Regions from separate parts of the Mus musculus genome. Here all the other regions are linked to region 6. Evidence: chromatin contacts called from public HiChIP or PLAC-seq and promoter capture Hi-C data. All regions are on one chromosome and are shown on one strand. Each heading gives the region's core, a stretch centred on a gene start, on an enhancer-like site or on the middle of the called end of the contact. The rest is flanking DNA. Distances are from core to core; before and after follow the strand shown. Region 1 holds the start of Bri3 (brain protein I3). Region 2 holds the start of Fscn1 (fascin actin-bundling protein 1). Region 3 holds the start of Baiap2l1 (BAI1-associated protein 2-like 1). Region 4 holds the start of Bhlha15 (basic helix-loop-helix family, member a15). Region 5 holds the start of Lmtk2 (lemur tyrosine kinase 2). Region 6 holds the start of Rac1 (Rac family small GTPase 1).

What was found. Promoter capture Hi-C pulls out the DNA fragments that hold promoters and counts their contacts. HiChIP or PLAC-seq counts read pairs in DNA pulled down with a chosen protein or histone mark.
Region 1: a promoter capture Hi-C map of stem cell-derived epiblast-like cells shows a contact between it and region 6, with 2.9 times the contacts expected there. The contact joins the promoter of Bri3 here to the promoter of Rac1 in region 6. A contact is called at or near these places in 3 of 39 promoter capture datasets (hippocampal neurons, pre-B cells and stem cell-derived epiblast-like cells), 1 of 484 Hi-C or Micro-C datasets (embryonic stem cells) and 2 of 115 datasets of contacts at active chromatin or transcription factors (differentiating embryonic stem cells and pancreatic cancer cells).
Region 2: a FOXA1 HiChIP or PLAC-seq map of pancreatic cancer cells shows a contact between it and region 6. The contact joins the promoter of Fscn1 here to the promoter of Rac1 in region 6.
Region 3: a contact with region 6 is called in a promoter capture Hi-C map of stem cell-derived epiblast-like cells, with 2.5 times the contacts expected there. The contact joins the promoter of Baiap2l1 here to the promoter of Rac1 in region 6. A contact is called at or near these places in 2 of 39 promoter capture datasets (embryonic stem cells and stem cell-derived epiblast-like cells) and 1 of 115 datasets of contacts at active chromatin or transcription factors (pancreatic cancer cells).
Region 4: a contact with region 6 is called in a promoter capture Hi-C map of pre-B cells, with 2.6 times the contacts expected there. The contact joins the promoter of Bhlha15 here to the promoter of Rac1 in region 6. A contact is called at or near these places in 1 of 39 promoter capture datasets (pre-B cells) and 1 of 9 other capture datasets (embryonic stem cells).
Region 5: a promoter capture Hi-C map of pre-B cells shows a contact between it and region 6, with 2.0 times the contacts expected there. The contact joins the promoter of Lmtk2 here to the promoter of Rac1 in region 6. A contact is called at or near these places in 1 of 39 promoter capture datasets (pre-B cells) and 1 of 115 datasets of contacts at active chromatin or transcription factors (large pre-B cells).

Annotation. Positions count from the first base shown.
Region 1 is chr5:144,253,911-144,256,629 of GRCm38.p6, reverse strand. It overlaps Bri3 (brain protein I3), which reads right to left and starts at 1,405. Exons shown (of 3, transcript NM_018772.4): 1 at 1,111-1,405; 2 at 718-820. The coding sequence starts at 1,252. 2900089D17Rik (a long non-coding RNA gene) reads left to right here and starts at 475. Exons shown (of 3, transcript XR_868683.3): 1 at 475-551.
Region 2 is chr5:142,958,954-142,962,050 of GRCm38.p6, reverse strand. Fscn1 (fascin actin-bundling protein 1) reads right to left here and starts at 1,696. Exons shown (of 5, transcript NM_007984.2): 1 at 771-1,696. The coding sequence starts at 1,602.
Region 3 is chr5:144,356,694-144,359,424 of GRCm38.p6, reverse strand. Baiap2l1 (BAI1-associated protein 2-like 1) reads left to right here and starts at 1,313. Exons shown (of 14, transcript NM_025833.3): 1 at 1,313-1,634. The coding sequence starts at 1,584. It overlaps Dmrt1i (Dmrt1 interacting ncRNA), which reads right to left and starts at 1,502. Exons shown (of 2, transcript NR_102374.1): 1 at 1,381-1,502.
Region 4 is chr5:144,188,913-144,191,772 of GRCm38.p6, reverse strand. It overlaps Bhlha15 (basic helix-loop-helix family, member a15), which reads right to left and starts at 1,487. Exons shown (of 2, transcript NM_010800.4): 1 at 1,415-1,487; 2 at 1-752. The coding sequence starts at 701. The coding sequence ends at 108.
Region 5 is chr5:144,098,917-144,101,616 of GRCm38.p6, reverse strand. Lmtk2 (lemur tyrosine kinase 2) reads right to left here and starts at 1,256. Exons shown (of 14, transcript NM_001081109.2): 1 at 841-1,256. The coding sequence starts at 943.
Region 6 is chr5:143,526,685-143,529,407 of GRCm38.p6, reverse strand. It overlaps Rac1 (Rac family small GTPase 1), which reads left to right and starts at 1,415. Exons shown (of 6, transcript NM_009007.2): 1 at 1,415-1,645. The coding sequence starts at 1,611.

The DNA.
Region 1 (2,719 bases), core at 156-2,655, 730 kb before region 6:
GGCCCATCCCCGGGTGAGTGGCCAAGTCCAACTTGGAAGCCGAATCCTCAAAGCCTGCCTAGAATGAGCCTGGCTGCATCTCTCACCTTCCATAAAGTCCCCACAAAGTTTCTGTCAGCTCCAGTTTGAGGGTAAAACAGCCACAACAACAAAACCACTCCAGCCCGGAACAAAGAAGCACGGGGTTTCCTCCTGGGCCAGCTAGTGGCCAGGAGTTGTTAAGCCCTGGTCGTCATTCTGCACCCTCACAGCCTTTGCTCTCTGCTGGCCACTTGGATCTCCTAAGTCCTTTGGCATACTGGCCTGCGGACTCAAGTCCCAATATCTCCTTAGTACTGGACACACTTGCGGAAACTGGAGGAAAAAAACCTAACAAAACAAACCCTGATTCGCTGCGGATCTCCAGTACTAGGGAGGAAAGACCATCAGTCTCCATTGTTAACATTCCTGCGTCCCACGCACTCCGGGTGCCATGCCTCCCAAATGCACTCAACTCCCCACAGAAAAGGGAACCCATCCTTCTGCCGCATAAAGTAAATTCAGAGCCAGGGGTGAGTGACCCCACCTTCTCCCACTGCAGTCCCTCCCCTGCGGGACTTCCCTCTGAGACAGGAGCCGGGCTGTGACCCCACCCCATCCCACCCCCGCTGGCCTTTTGCAAGATTCCGGCACGTGCGTTCTCCGCCGCCACCCCCCACCCCCAGGCTAGAGACTTACCTGCAGACCGGGCAGCCTCCGACCACGACGATGGAGTTGGCAGGATACCGGGTGACCGTTCGACTGTGGATGTTATAGACCCGGGGGTGGCTGGTGGGGATCCCTGTGGGAGCGGAGTGCTGATCAGCCCCGGGCGACTCGGCCCTCCTCCTCTCCTCCCTCCCTCCCCCTTAGCCCCCGTCCTCCCCGCCTCCAACGGGGCTGAGCGCGCCTGCGGGTGGGCTCTAGAAGCCAAGTGTGAACCCTCCGACACTAAGTTCACGGCCACCGGGGCAGGGCCTGGCCGGGCAGGGCGCTCCGGGTAGCAGCTGCCCCCCCGGCAGGCCCGCGCCGGGGACAGCGCGGTGCTTGGCCCGGAGGCCGTTCGGGGACCCCGAAGAGCTGCGGGCCCACCTGTGACGAGGTAGGGGTAGGGCGGCGGCGGGGGCGCGGTGGGGATGGCCCCGTAGCCGTGCGGGCCGCACGCGTAGTCGCCCTGGCCGGCCTCCAGGTTGTAGGCGGGCGGGCGCTCCTGCAACAGGGGCTTGTGGTCCATCGCGGCCCCCGGGGCCGCGCGCCCGCCAGCTCCGGCCCGGCTCGCTTCCTTCGGCCCGGCGGGGATGGCGGCGGTAGCGGCGACGGCGGTGTCCCGGGCAGCTCGGCCCAGTGAGGCGCGCGCCGGGCGGGGCGGGCGCGCCAAGGGTTCCCCGCCCTCCCGCCGGTCACAAGATCGGGGTCACGTGGGCGGGGCGGGGCGGGGCTGTGGGCGGGGTTTGGGCGAGGGCGTCTTAAAGACGCCTCAGCGGCTGCCGCTGGCGGGGTGTTGTCCTCGTTCAGTCCCGCCCCACAATGGATCTTGGACTTCCAGAGAAGTTCTGACTCCCGGCCACGGCCGGAGACCCAACAAGATCCTGGCCTCCTTTAGCTTTTGCTTTTTTTCTAAAAATAATAATAATAATGTTTGTTACAATTATTTGGGGGGAGGGTGTGTTTATATGAGTGGGCACGCATTTGGAAGCCAGAGAATAAATAACTTTCGAGAGTGGGTTCCTGCTTTCCACCATATGGGTCCTGAGATAGATTGGTTGACAGATTCTGCAGCAGGCGCCTCCACCGTTTTTCTGTGTTTGTTTGTTTGTTTTGGACCTAGGCTCATGTAGCCCAAGCTGGCCTGGAACTCTTAACCCTCTCACCTTTACCTCCTAAACTATGGACTTCGTTGCCCCTCCACGCCCAAATCCTCCCCTTGCCCAACCCAGCACCCGGGTCACCACCCACAGGGAGGGACCAGGCGAGCCCCTCCCAATCACTGCCCACACATCCTTGGGTGTAGGAAGGAAAACAACTGAGTACGCTCACCCACTGAAGCCTACTCAACTGCTGAGCCTTCCTCCTCCTCCTCTTTTGATTAATTTTCGCTTTCAGGGGCTGTGGCCACTAATTAGAAATAACTGCCCTGCTTGGGAGAACCCTAAACTCTAAGCACCTGCGGCGCTTCCTTCAGGTTCTCCAACTTTTTTTTAGCAGCCTGACCGCAAACTTGCTGAGTGTACAGCATGGCGATGTGGCTCCCTAGGAGAGGACCATGGTCTGACACAGGCCCATGCAGTCTCTGCATAGCTACTGCCATGCCGCTAGCCCAAGTATCGCCTGGCATGAGTTTACCTAACACACGTGAAGCCGTGGGTTCCGGCACGTGACTCTCACCCCAGTGCTTGGGAAATGATTCAAGAGAATCAGGTCCACTACTACACAGCAAGTTCAAGGCCAGCCTCAGCTACATGAGACCATGTCTCCAAAAACCAAGCAAGGAAAAAGAAATGTTGGAACAGTGAGAATCCTTCCCAATTGTTGCCTATGTATTTCCAGGGTCTTGTGTGTGTGTGTGTGTGTGTGTGTGTGTGTGTCCATCCGTCCATCTGGTGGCACTCTGAAGGAGAATTAGGAGTTCAGAGCCAGTCTGGGTAACATTTTGAGACTCTACCTCAAAAGATACCCAGTGAGGTTGTATGTGTAGCTCAGT
Region 2 (3,097 bases), core at 447-2,946, 570 kb after region 6:
GCCCGGAGCGCCAGGCCTTAGCGAGGGGAGATGGAGTGGGGGAGGGGAAGCCCCTACGGACAACCCCACCACCACCAAGAGTCGCAGGGCCGACCCCGCCCAGCACACCCCGCCGGGATCAAAAGCCCCTCCAACCTCCTCTATCTCGCCATTTAAGGCGGGGAGGGCAGGGGTGACTGTCCCCTGGCCCTCCAGCCAAAGGCCCGCGAAACGGGAGAGGACGCACGAGGAAATGAACAAGGGGGGGTGTAGGGGGAACCCTTCCTCTCCAAGACCTGGGACAGCCTATCCTAAAGAATCGGCTCATGAATGGGGATGGCTCAGACTGGGAAGGAAGAGGAAACGGAGAAGATCTAAGCTAGGTCTATGGAGTCCCACGCCCCCAGCCGGGGGGGGGGGGGGTGGTGGTGGACAGTATTGCTTTAGAATGTGTTAGGCCTTACCCACTTCCCCACGTCACCTTCTCCCAGCAGAAGAAGCCTACGTCCTGAACAGAGGGGTGGTACATGCCTTTATTCCCAGCACAAGAGACAGGAAGGAAGATTTCTGCGAGTTCGGGGCCAGCCCAGTCTACATAGCGAGTTCCAGGATAGCCAAGGCTATCTGGTGAGATCAGATCTTTCAAAATAGAAGCCCACCTCCTCATGGCGGAGCCCAGAGGCCTGTGAGCCTAAAGGGAGCCCAGGAGGAAATAGGGAAATAGAAGGAGTGCAGAGATGCTTTTGTGCACTGGGTCAGGACCCAAGGGAGGGGACATGTCCCCAACTCACCCTGGCGCGTGGACACGTTCCTCTCGTTGGCCGCCTGCAGCACCACCTGAGCGCAGCTCTGTTCCAGGGCGAAGAGCTCATCTTTGCCCACCTTGGTGGCCTTGCCAGCCTTGAGGGTGCCGCTGGGCCCGGACGGAGCCAGGTAGCGACCTTCGCAGTCGCGAAAGGCCACCTTGCCGGAGCGGAACTCCAGCGTGAAGCCCGTGGCGGGCTCCGGCCGTGCCACAAGGCGCCCGTCGTGGCGCAGGAAGCGGTGGTCGGACGTCTGCACACTGTAGCGTTGGTCCTGGAAGGCCAAGGTGATGAGCGAGTCGACGCCCCAAGGCACGTCGCGGTCTACCGCGATCTCGTCGGCCGGCCGCGCGCTCAGATGCGCGTAGCGCTTGCGGGTAACGCTGTAGATGTTAACCTGCGGGTGCATGGCGATGTGCACGCTCCACTTCTCGGCCGGCGACACGCTCTGCGCGAAGCAGGACAGGCGGTCCTCGGTGCCGCCAAAGTAGCGCCGGTGAGCCTCGGACTGCAGCGACCAGCGGCCGTCGTCGTGCGCCACGACGAGAAAGCGGCAGTCGCCGTCGGGCACCTCGCGCTCGCAGGTCACGTTGCCGTCCTTGTCGGCGGCCAGGTAGCGACCCAGGTGGCTGCGCAGACACACGGCCGCGCTGCCCGCCTCATCGGGAGGTTGCTCCAGCGTCCAGATCTGCTTCTTTTTCAAGCTACTAGCGGATGCGTTCACCTTGAACCCGAACGCCTCGGCTGTCAGGTACTTGTTGCCGCAGCTGATGAGCCCGAACTGAATCTGCACAGCCTCTGCCGTGCCGTTGGCGGTCATGGTGGCGGAGGGCGGCCCGGTGGCCCCGGGAGCTTGGATAGCTGTGCCCGACCTCCTTTGTTCAACACGGCTTAGCCCGCTGCAGTTCTCCACAAAGCCAGCCCGGCGGCGCCCAGGGTTTTATAGGAGGATGACGTCACCGTGGCCACGCCCCTACCCGGGCCTGCCGGGGAGGGGGCTCTGCAGCGCGCGCCCGGTCCCCTGCGCTTCCCCGGAGTGTTTTTCTGGGGTTTAAGACCGGGTTTCACTCTGTAACTCAGACTAGGCTTGAAGTATCTGTGTGGCTCAGGCTGGACTCGAACTCATAGCAGTCCTTCTGCCTCTGGCCCGTTCGTGTTTGCTAGTCCATTTAACTGTTCCTCCACAGTCGTGCTCTGCAGTAGTTGGCTGATCTCCAACTTTCTCCTGCTCTCTGAGGCCATCCTGAAACACCCCTACCCCCAAACCCAGTCGATGGGAAGGACCAGGTTTAAGATAATGATCCCTTCAGGATGGAGGGAGGGTCCAGGGTGTACCAGGAAGTAGCCTTAGAGCCGGTCCTTGAAGAAGCCAGAGACGCCAGAAGGGTCTGGGGTAGAAAGGAGGTTAATTTCTAGAGAGGCGCATGCAGAGCCCTACCTGCCCCGCCCGCCTCAGGGTTTTTCAAGGCCTTGTAGCCTGGGCCTCCTGAGCAGAAACCGAGATTTCTATTCCCGGGTCAGCATAGAGTACAGCCACCTTGCTGACTCTAAATAAATTGTGGTAACTGTGGCCCAAGTCAGTGGCCCACAAAAGTCCCTACTGTGGTGATGCTCAAGCCCCGGGGTGCTGGTCTACCAGGAAGCAGGGTAGGTAAGGCAGGAATAGTGGTCTCTGTTTATGAAGACATCAGAAAAGCAGGTCAGCTCCCTAGAATGGCACAGCCCCAATGTACCTCCTAACTGCAGCCCCTCAGGGTTCCAGACCAGAGGGACATTCCCACAAACACCACCTCCCACCTCCCACCACACACCACCCCACGTAAGAACACTTCCCTTTGAGTTTCTGGAGGACTGAGACTTCTCCTGGGACATTCCCCACATGCCAGGCAGGCCCCTGGAATGCTGGCCCTACCCCAGGCTGCCCACAAGATCTGGGCCCCTGGCCCTTCCCAGCCACAGGCTGGGCAGGGTACTGAAACTGACCAGTCTTCACGGTGATCTGTGTCCAAACGCATCTCTGTCCCAGGCAAACCCCTCCAGCGACCATCAAAGGGGAAGGGGAGATGGCATGGCTTTCCCATCATCAAAGGTCAGTCCTGACAAGTCCCTAGAATCCTTGCTGGGACATCTAGTTCCTCCCTTAGAGGTCACAGGAAAGGTCACCAAGTTCGCGGCCGATAGCCAGCCATCCTCTCCTGCTGTGGGACTTTGCACAGGTTACTCTCACTCTCTGAGCTCTCCTTCCTCTGTAATAAAGACACATATTCCTGGGTACAGTGAGTCACACTTGTAATTCCAGAACTTGAGAAGCAGGG
Region 3 (2,731 bases), core at 64-2,563, 830 kb before region 6:
GGGACCTGGGTTCCATCTGCGGAACCCATGTGAAAAGCTACATACAGTAGATATGCTCTTGTACTCCCAGTGCTGGGAATTTGGGAGACAGGTGGATTCATGGGGCTTGTGGAGACTTGATAGCCATCAGTCTATCCTTTTTAGCTACTTCAGTAAGAGACTCTGTCTCCAAGATATATATAGTAGATATCGGCTGAGGAATGACGCCCAAGGTTGACTTCTTGTAACACACACACACACACACACACACACAGAGGAAATTTTTAGACAGTCTTGTGATTTACATAGTTGTAAAGCATGGGATTTTAAACTTATTCTTAATGTTCTGTTATTCCAGTAATCAGATCTTGGCGTTAGTTACTTTTTTTGGCACCCCGGAACTTTCAAAATTGTGGGTGGCTCCATCCATGAGAAACCATGCCCCGTGGACCTTCAATCAGGGAAACCGATTCGTAGGAGGTATGTGGAAGTTACTCAAAGGCAGAGAGCTTAGAGGATTCACCTGCGGAGGATGTGAGCCTCGAGCTTTCAGAGCCAGCACCTTGTGGCGGACACTAGACCAAAGACCTAGAAGCCCAAAGGTCCAGGTCCTGTTCTAAAAGACACCACAGTGTAGGGGCTTGGCTGGAACTCTGGGAGGGCCGGGAGAGGGCGAACAGAGGTATTACCTCCACTGCCAAGCCTTAGGCGAGATGGCCTGGTCCACTGGGTCCAGCCACCTCGCCTTGTACTGCTCCAGCCTCGCCCACCAGGCTGCTCAGCCACGCCCACACGAGGAAGACTCTCCCATTCCCTTGCCTGCCTCAGCTGGGGCTGTCTAAACCACGCCATCCTCGCTTCAGCACCGCCCATCGGTCTGCTAGACCGCGCCCACCGGCTCAACTCTGCGGTGCCACTCTGGCGGACACAGCTAGGGCGACTTCGTTCACTCCGTCCCTTCTTGTTTCGGCCACGCCCATCCGCCATCTAGGCCACGCCCATCAGTCCATTTCAGGTGGGGGGAGTAAGGGCGCGTCCCCTCCCCTTGGCTTCTCCCTCTTGTTGGCCTCTCAGACCCCACCCCCGCTCCACGTCTCAGCTGGGGCCAATCAGTCCGGCGCGCTGGCCGGGCTTCTGCTCCGCTTAGCAAGCCCCTAGGCCACGCCCACCTAGCGCAACAAGTCTCTTCCAGGTTCCCCCGGTTGCCCCAAAAGATCGACCCTCCCACCAGGCTGTCTCCGCGCGAGGCCGCCCCGCCCACTCTAGAGTACTCAGCCTAGGCCCCGCCCACCTCAGGTGGGGCTGCCCCGCCCTCTGGCCGTACGGCCCCGCCCACTCCGCCCGCCTCAGGTGGGGCTGCCCGTCCCTTTGCTCGTCCCAGCCTTGGCAGGCTACGTCTACCTCGCAGCTCCTTACAGACCGAAGCGCCGCAAAGTTTTGACATTTTGGCAGCAGAGACGCGCACTGACTCTCTCCCGCTGACAGCTGTGGCGGCGGCCGACTCTCAAGGACCACTCAGTCTCAAGTCCTAGGCGCTCCCGCCGCCCGGCGGCCACGAGGCCCCGCCGCGTCCTCCCGCGCTCGCCCTCCCGGAGGCTGCAGCCATGTCTCGGGGGCCGGAGGAGGTGAACCGGCTCACGGAGAACACGTACCGGGTAAGTGTGGGACTTTGCGGAGCTCGAGACGGGAGACCGGGGGGATCCGGGACTCTGTGGTTCCAGGCTGAGGGCGGAGGCTGGGAGGCCCGGAGACTTGGGAACTCCAGGGTTCGAGGCCAGGAACGTGAGCCCGGACAAGCAGCTGACCATTGTCGCCAGCGGGGTCGGTCGAGATTCTTTTTCGCTTTTGAGATAAAGTGGGGACTTTACATGATAAGGGCCTCCCCTTCCCCCTTGGACCCTTGGAGACTCCCAGGGACCCCACATTTCCCGTGTTGGGGGAAGGGGATTGGAGACGTGGACGACAATCCGCGGGGTCCCCGAGAGGTTCTTATCCTCCCCCAACTTCTCTTTGTGGTCAGTGACTGCGCTGGTCTGACCGCTGGGGCTAACCCCTCCCCAGATCCAAAAGAGAGAGAGAAAAGAGACAAGCTCGAGTTTCCTCGGAGAAAAGAAAGAATGTAGGGGAGAAACTCCTCCGTAATTAGGAATCCATCGCCAGGTGAGCCTGGCTCCCTCGGCTCAGGGAATTTTCTAGGCTGCCAGGGAATCTGCTCCTGGGAAGACTTGAAACGCCTTCGCCCTCTTGGACTCTTTCATACAGTAGCTTTTAAGTTCGATTTGGCTTTTGATTACTTTTTGTTTAGCGTTTTGACAGTTTTATACATCTATATACAATTATTATGAGCATGTTCGCCCGCAGTTGGACTGTTTCTACGTTCATGATTTGGGGAGGTTATTGGAGTCAGAGAGCACTGAGATTTTAATAAGAATTGACTTAAGCTGACAGAACGTGTGGTGATTGGTCGCTTAACTGGCATGTTATGTGAGAGAATTTTTCCAGAAACAGACATGGGATTAGTGGCCAGTTTAGTAAGTTTAAGTACTTATAAATGAATTCCATTTGAAATGAGATATCCGTTTAATCATCTGCTATTAATAGAATACAAAACAACTTTTGTTTTAATTCCACTTAGGTCCACTGAACCCCTGAGATTTAAAGTTCTCTAAATTTACTTGTAGTCATGATTAAAACCCACTCTTTGGTCATTTCTCTAGATTCTTTTTTCACCCACTCTTTGGTCATTTCTCTA
Region 4 (2,860 bases), core at 238-2,737, 660 kb before region 6:
CTCACTAGTGTCATTACCAGTCTGGAGCTTGCAGCACAGAGGGACAACAGCTGAGAAGAGCAGGCAGGCTCCTCACTGCCAACCTGCCCCGGAGCCCGAAGCGCGTGCTAGCTCCCCTCTCTGAAGCTGTGGATCTGTGTAGAGTAGCGTTGCAGGTGGCCTTGGGGCTGGTCCTCAGTGACACCAAGCATGGCCCCAGCTACCTGCTGCTGCTGCTGCTGTTGCTGCTGCTGGTGATGGTAGTGCTGGTATAATTTAGGGCCTGGCGCAGGACCTGGTGCCTCCAGCCCCGGGAGGCGGCTGCTGGACATAGTAAGTATGGTGGCGGTCAGCGACTTGATATAGTTCTTGGCCAGCGTGAGGGTCTCGATCTTGGAGAGCTTCTTGTCAGCCCGCACGTGCGGGATGACCTCGCGCAGTGCCTGGAAGGCATTGTTGAGTTTATGCATCCGCTGCCTCTCTCGCTCATTGCTCTCCAGCCGCCTCTGAACACTGTTCTCCCTGCGGCCACCAGACCCCTGTCGCCGGCGGCTGACCTCTCCCCGACCTCCGCTTGCACGCGCTGTCCTGCTCCGGAGACCCTTTGTCAGCTCTGACCCCCCTGAGCCTGACTGGGGTCTGTCAGGTGTCTGCTCTCCTGGGGTGGCTTCTGTGTCCTGCATGGGTGTTCGGCGCCGAGGGGGCCGGTTTTTGGTCTTCATAGCTCCAGGCTGGTTTTCCCAGGAGGTGGTGGCTGGGTGAGGCCCTTCCAACTGAAATTCAGAACACAGCCCCTCTGCAGTCATTCAGTGTGGCCAGTGGACACGCGGCATGGCTGTCTCATTGCTTCCTTAGCCAGTGCAGCTGACCACTGGTGCTTAGTGGACACCTAGGCGCTTCCCGTCCACACTGAACCCTGAGTTGACTCACCTGTGCTCCCAAAGCCCTGGCTGAGTTCACACTGACCCACTTTTCTCTAACCTACCATCCCTTCTTCCCTCCCCACTTATCTGGGAACCCATTTTGGGTCCCCTGCTCCTCCTGAGCCTCCGTACTTGACAATTTGCTTAAACCACCCAGGAACAGGTCCCAACCCTGGCTTATGGGTCCCCCCCGCCCCCCGACACTGTCATTTGTCCCAGACAGGCAGCACCCTTTAAACATCACGTTTACAGCTGGACATGACACAGGTCCAGACATGATCAGAACCAGAACCTCAGTGAGTGCACGCAGGACAGCTCACAGGTCAGACTGATAGTTGCCAAGGCCCTGCAGCAGCCCCCAGTTCTACCACGTGGACAGCACCAGCCAGTCTGAGTGGAAGCCACCATCCCATCTGTCTGTCTGTTTTCCCCTACAGCTGCCAGGCGTCTGATCAAGCTTCTGGGGTTCCCTCCCAGCAGTCCTATATAGTTTCCCCAACCCCTTGGTTTACCTGGGGATTCGAGGCCGTACGCGCAGAGGCTGCCCACGGGGGACAAGGACACGTAGCTTTAGCCACCACGGGCGGGGCTGCGGGAAGCATGTAAATGAGTTCGCTGGGAGGGGCCAGGGCGGCACCTGCGGCCACGCCCCTCGCTCTGAGGACCCGTGCGGACCCGCCTTCCCTTCCCTCCCTCCAGTTCTGAGAGCAGGCGACCTCTCTGGGGACTTGCCAGGGCGGGGAGGGGGGGGGGGGGACCCGGATCGCATCTGGCCAGGACACCTGGCCTTGGGGTTAAGAGTCAGAACAGAGTCTAGGATAAGCCACCCTGCATAGTCTTGCAGGAACCACATCCACCTCCCTGAGCGAAGCTGGCAAGCTCTCTCCTTCCCTGCCCTGGAGCACCCTGGTTTCTCCAGCGGACTCTGCTAGTCCTAAGGGCTCAAGGACAGGGCTGTTCCTCTTTTTGTCTCCCCTTACTGAAATGGGGTGCAAGGGGGTGCCACCCATGTCTACCTATCTGTTGCTAGCTCCTGCCTTGGTTTCCCGAGGTTACAAGGGAATTACAATATAAAAGGTTATGGGGCAGTAAGATGCCTATGGGTAGAGGGGAAGATGCCAAGACTGAGGAGCCTGGGACCCACAAAGTGGGAGGAGAGAACCAATTCCCCCAAGTTGTTCTCTGACCTCTATGTGAGTGTCATGTTGCTCACAGAAAACAGGTTTTCTTGCTAGCCTTTATCTGTGTGTCTATTTTTGGTGTATGTGCATGCTCCTAGGTCAGAGGGACAGCTTGCAGGAGTCTGTTCTCTACTTCCACCACGTTGTGCCGGGGTCGAACTCAAGTCCTTCGGTTTGGCTGCACGTGACGTTACCAGCTGTGCCATTTTGCTAGCTGTAGCACACTGGCTGCCCTTGCGCACCTGACCCTCCAGTGTCTCCTCTGCCTCCCAAGTGCTAGAACTGCAATTGGGTCATGGCACACTCAACTAAAATGTGCTGAAAATATATATTCTTTGATCCAGTGACTGTTGTAGTTACAGATGTGTGTTGGGGCAGTGTGGTGCTAGGGACCAAACCAGTGTTTCTTCACATGTGCTCAGCTCAGCTACATCCCTGGCTCTTTTTTTTCCTTTTAGAGACAGACTCCAAAGCCAAGGCTGTCCTCAGACTCATGGCTACCCTTCTGCCTCAGCCTCTTGCTGCAGGAATCATAAGGGTAACTGGTCACTAGGCTCAACTAATAGTAGTGTGTCTCCCCCCCACCCCCCCATTAATAGGACAGGTCTAAACAACTCAGCCAGGACTCTGCATAGCTCTGGCTAAGTTCAGCAGGCTTGGGTCTCAGTACTTGTGACACAGTCATGTGGGCCATGGTTCTGGTAGAAAGCTGTCACCTCCCTCATGTCATTTGGACTTCAATGAAAGGACTGGGGGCGGGGGGAACTGAGACACCCC
Region 5 (2,700 bases), core at 7-2,506, 570 kb before region 6:
AGCCGTAATGATGGAAAGTTAGCCTAGATTTGTTTTTTTTTCTTAAAATTTCTGAGATGGTTTCTTTGGCTGAAGTTTTATTTATAAACTCCAAATCAAAACTATATGCAGAAAATACAGAAGGGCTGAGAGCTTGAAAAGAGAATCACTCGCTGAAATAGTTCAATTACCCTCAGGCCAATTTGTCAGTGGATACGCAAAAGCTGCTATGCTACTCCAGTCACTAGCTTCCTAAAACAAAATTATGTATCGTTTGTTCCTTTCTCATCCCCAGCGACTCATTCCGAAAAAATAAATAAATAAACAGATAAATAAACCAATAGCCCAACAACCACAGCATCTAAAATCAATTTACAACTTTAGAACAAGTTTCGGTGAGCCAAGGAAACTGCACAGCTTCCGCGAGTCATTGGTTTCATTTAAGGAATGACGAGAAATAAGAAACGGTTCTTATAATAAGACGGGAGAAAAGCCACCAGAGGCAGGTGACATCTGGAAGAAGAAAAAAAAAAAAAAGGAAGTGTCGAGGACAGAAGCTGGAGGTACCTTTAGGGCAACAAGTTTAAGAGTCCGGGAAAAAGAGTCCCCCGGGAGGTAGGGGAACCCATCGCTGCCACCTCGCCCCGCCGTCTTCCCCAACCCCCACCGTGTCGCCGCGCCCCCGCCCCCCATCCCACGCCCCTGCGGCAAGAAATCTCCCTGAGATCGCGGGCATCCCGCGGCCTCCTGCCCTCGGCAGGCCTCCGATCCGCCGCAGAGGTGGCCCAACCCCGCAAGCCCGCCGCCCTCGCCGCCGCCCCGCAAGACGCAGCGGCCCCGCAGCCCCCGGGCTCCGCTCACCTGCACCTGTTTGCGGAAGTGGCGCGGCCCGGGCACAGCCGACCGTCAGGAGCAGGAGCAGCAGGAGCATCGGCGGCGGCGGCGACGCCGGCGGCCCCGGCATCTCGTCCACCGCGCGGTCCCCCACGGGGCCGGCTCTCGGGTCGCCGCCTTCAGTCAGTCGGTCAGCCCTCCGCGCCGCCTCAGCGACACCGGCGCCGGCTGCTTCGGGACACACGTCTCTTTAGCCAAACGTCAACCTTGTTCCTGGTCTGCATCCGCCGCTCTGGCCTCGGAGCCAGCATCATCCTTCCCGCCCGTCAGCGCCGCCACCGCCGCCGCCGCCGCCCCTCAACAGCAGCAACGGCGCCCAGCCTGCGGAGCCGCGGGCCCAGGCAGCCGCGCTCCCGCCGCCATGATGGGCTGCGTCATGTGACGTAGAGCTGAGGCGGGATGCCGGGACCGACACCTGGACCAGCCAATCGTCAATCCATACTGACTCCGGGAGCCCCACCCTCTCAGCCATAGGCGGCAAGGTGGCGATCGGTGCGCCCCCTGCAGACAGAGGAATGAGGCGTGGGCAGCAGGTAACATCGACAATTATTTTAGGAAGATATAAAGAAGTCCATAATAACCCACATAATTTAATCTGGGACTTTTGTCTCTCTTTCTCCTACTTTTTATTTTTCTTTTCTAATTTTTACCAACATGGTTCTCGGTATTTTATCCCCGGTTTTACTTTCTTCATTTTCACTTATCAGAACTTTCTTAGCCTCTTCTTCTTAGGCTGACCCTCATATCAGATAAGCTCTTGAGGAAACGTTGAAATTTTTAAAAATTTTAATTGATCAAGCACAGAATGTTTCTGACTTCACTTACTGACGTAGCAGTGAGCTCAAGCCAGCTCCTCTGCCAAGACAGCCAGCCCTTCCTGCCCCCTCTTGTTCACCTGGCAGATGCGCATCCTTTCATTCGTCAAGACACACCTGGAATATGTATGACTTCATCGATGGCTTCACCCCAATCCCACAAATAACTGAGCATCCACAGCCCCGACCTAGCCCAGCCCTGGGCCGACTGTCATGTTTTATTGTTCCTGTGACTGTAAACCCCTTGAGGACAGCAGCCCTGTCTTGAGTCACCTTGGAGCTCCTCCTGGGTGTTCTCTACTGGAACTGTGCTAGGTGTTGGTGATGGGTGTGAGGAGGGAGCAACTTCCAGGTGAGGTAGAAGATGTCTCAAATGCAATGAAGAGATTGCTTGCCTTGCAAGCTTGAGGGCCTGAATTTGATCCCCAAGAAATCCACATAAAGAAAATCTAACCTTAGTGGACAATGCTTGCTGAAGAGGCAGAAAAAAAGATGGCTCGTAGGACTCGCTGACAAGCCAGACAAACTTGCTAGGTAAGTTTCGGGCCAATAAGAGACCCTGCCTCAAAAACAAAAAGTGGACCCTGACCCCGAGGAAAGACACTCTTCTGGCCTTCACACACACACACACACACACACACACACACACATACATACACAGGGACAGGTGGAGAAAATGCACACACATAAACAAATCACATGCAAACACAAGCAACACATACATCCATGCACACAACACATACATCCATGCACACAACACATACATCCATGCACACATAATAGAAAGGGAGAAAGTGTTTGACTGTAACACAGCTCTGAGCCCCTTCCTTGGGGTTGGGGAGACCACCTTTGCTGACTCTGGGAGTCCAATTTGTGAATAAAAACACCTGAAGAGCTGCCTTGCATCTTATCAGGTGGAACTTTAGCAACTTGCAAGCCCAGAGCTTCACCTGGTTTCCAAACTCCCTCCAAAAACCCATTGTAAACACTTAGCTGTCCGTGGTGCTAACTG
Region 6 (2,723 bases), core at 166-2,665:
CAGGTGGCTGTAAGCCATGTGATTCAGGTGCTGGGAACCTAACTCCAGTCTACTGGAAGAGCAGCTTGGCCTCTTAAGCTCCAGGAGGAGGGAACTTGCCAGGCAAGTGTGAGGAACAGAGCTCCAATCCAGAAACTAGTATACTAGGAGGGTACGGTGACTCACCTGTAACTCCGGAAGATAAAGATGGGATCTCCAGGGCAAGCTGGTTGGCTAGATTAACTGGAATTGGCCAGTTTTGTGTTCAATGAGAGATCTTACTTCAATATATATAAGGTGAACAGCAACTGAATACACCCAGTGTCAACCTTGGTCTTCTATACACATGTGCACCACACATGTGCCCACACATGAAAACATGCACACACACACACACCACAGATAACCAAAAATATCTTTAATGTTCTTGTCTTCTAATAGGCTACCTTATTTGTGAATGAATTATATGCTTACCCTATCATATCAGCAATCTTTAAAAGAATTCTTCTGACCTTTATCCTTCTGTTTATTATTTTAATGGTATGTATGTTTTTTTTTCCTTATATTTTTGTTTATTTAGTGCTCCCTCCCCACCCCCCACCCCTATTGAGAAAGTCTCATGGTAGGTCAGGTTAACGCTGGACGCTACATAGCCAGAGGTCAAACTTCAGATGTTTCTGCTACCTCCAGTCCAGAGCTGGGATTCCAGGTATGCACTACCTGATATATACCACATCTGTTTCATACCGTCGTGAGGTTCAATCCTAGGGTTTCATATCTGTATCTGCTCGGGGAAGCACTCTACCAATTGAGTTGCATATCCAGAGGTTGGACTTGAGGTTGATCCCCAGGATTCTACTGCTTCCGCCCACCAAGTGCTGGGATTACAGGTGAGCCACCAGGGCAGGCTGTGATGTGCTAGGGATGGAGCCCCAGGCTGTACATGCCGGCAAACATTCTGACTTGGCTACATCCCTAGCAGTTTCTTTTTTGAGACTGGATCTCACTGTGGCACGAGCTATACAGAATTTTCTAGCAGGATCTTACGCTACAGCATACTGTAGTTATCACATAACAAGGGGGCTCAGGAATCTCTCCATGGAGTTGGCACAAGTAGGTTGCGAGCGAACGGGACCCTACCACTGACCCGAACCCGTAACCCCAGGATTCAGAGGGCTTCCTAAACCTGGTCACAACCGGGACGCTTTAGCGTGCCAAGATGGCGGCCGCCCCGCCCCGCGGCCGCCGAGCCCGTTCTCCGGCTGGAGCCGACTGTTGCCGAGCTTTCCCGAAAGCCCGTGGAAGCCAGGAACGGCGCGGGCGGGCGCGCGGGCGGGCGGGAGCGGCCCCGCCCGGAGCCTGGGAGCTGCGTCGACGGCACCGAGGGGGAGGGGAGGCCGGATGTGAGTGGAGCGGCCATTTCCTGTTTCTCTGCAGTTTTCCCCAGCTTTGGGTGGTGGCTGCTGCTGCGCTTCGCCTTCCCGTGCGCTGAGGGCCCGGCGGCGTGGACAGCAGTCCCGGCACTCGGCGCCCCGCCGCCCGCAGCCTCGCCCAGCGCTTCCCGAGCCCGCCGCTTCGCGCCTCAGCCACCGGCCGCCGCCGCCGCCGCCGCGGCCCACCGAGCGGCCCAGATGCAGGCCATCAAGTGTGTGGTGGTGGGAGACGGGTGAGTGCACGGCCGCGCCTGGCGCTCCGGACCCGGTGCCGCGCGCAGCGCCATCGGGGGCCCCCGCAGGCCCGAAAAGCCTCGAGCTGGCGTAGAGCGCGCGCCCGGCCTTCTGGGGGGCGCGAGCCTCCCACCCTCCCGGGCCTGGTTCCGGATTCTGGTTGGGGGAGGGCCTGGGCGAGCCGGCCGGAGGGAAAAGTGAACTCCACCCTCCTGCCTTCTTCCCGGGCCGGACGCCGCCCGTCGCCCTACTCGACTTGGCACGTAGGCGAGGCTGGTTTGAAGAATTTTTCTTGAAACATTTTTAAAAAAAATTTTTGTCTTTTGAGAAAGGGACGTATAGTTTCTTCATTTACTCAGGGTACCCCCTCGCACCCCCCCCCCCGAGAACTGGGATAGGTAACGGCCTCCAAGTCGGCCGGCCCTGGTCGATGCATGTTTGCACCAGTCACTTGGGTGACCTGGAACTTGGGAAAGGGCTCGGTTGCTTCGACTTGACAGGGTGTTTATAAAAATATTCATTTTCACACTTACGCCGAGAAAGTTACTGGGATGCTAGCTGAAGGAGTGTGATGAAGACTGTCCATTGAACGAAGTGTGGTTATTAAAAACAAACAAACCTTCTCTGAAGGCATTAGATATGGATGTAGCAGATCCAGCTCCCTGTGACTCGAGGCAATTCTTTTCGTGATTGACCGTGATGGTTTCAGGCCCTTGAGGGAGACAAGACTGGTCTTATGCAGTCCGTCCCGTTCCCCCCACCCCTTCGGTAGAAACAAGAATCTCAGTGTAATCGGAGCAAAATCGCGCGTCTCAGCGTAGCTTGTGTAGGTTCGTGTTAACGAGGAAGCTTGGAGATTTACCACCCGTTTCCTCAAACGCAGAGTGCAACTGGTCCACTTTCTAGTTCAGTCGAGTACGTTGCCAAACTTGCTTAATGCCTTCCACACTTGCAGTGAGCACTCGCCGCCCATGGGTTTATGAGCCCGTGGATTTATGAGCGATTGTTCAGCGTATTTACAGAACTCTACATTAGACTTTGGGATCGTCCCTGTAACTAAGTCAGCCAGACGGTCAG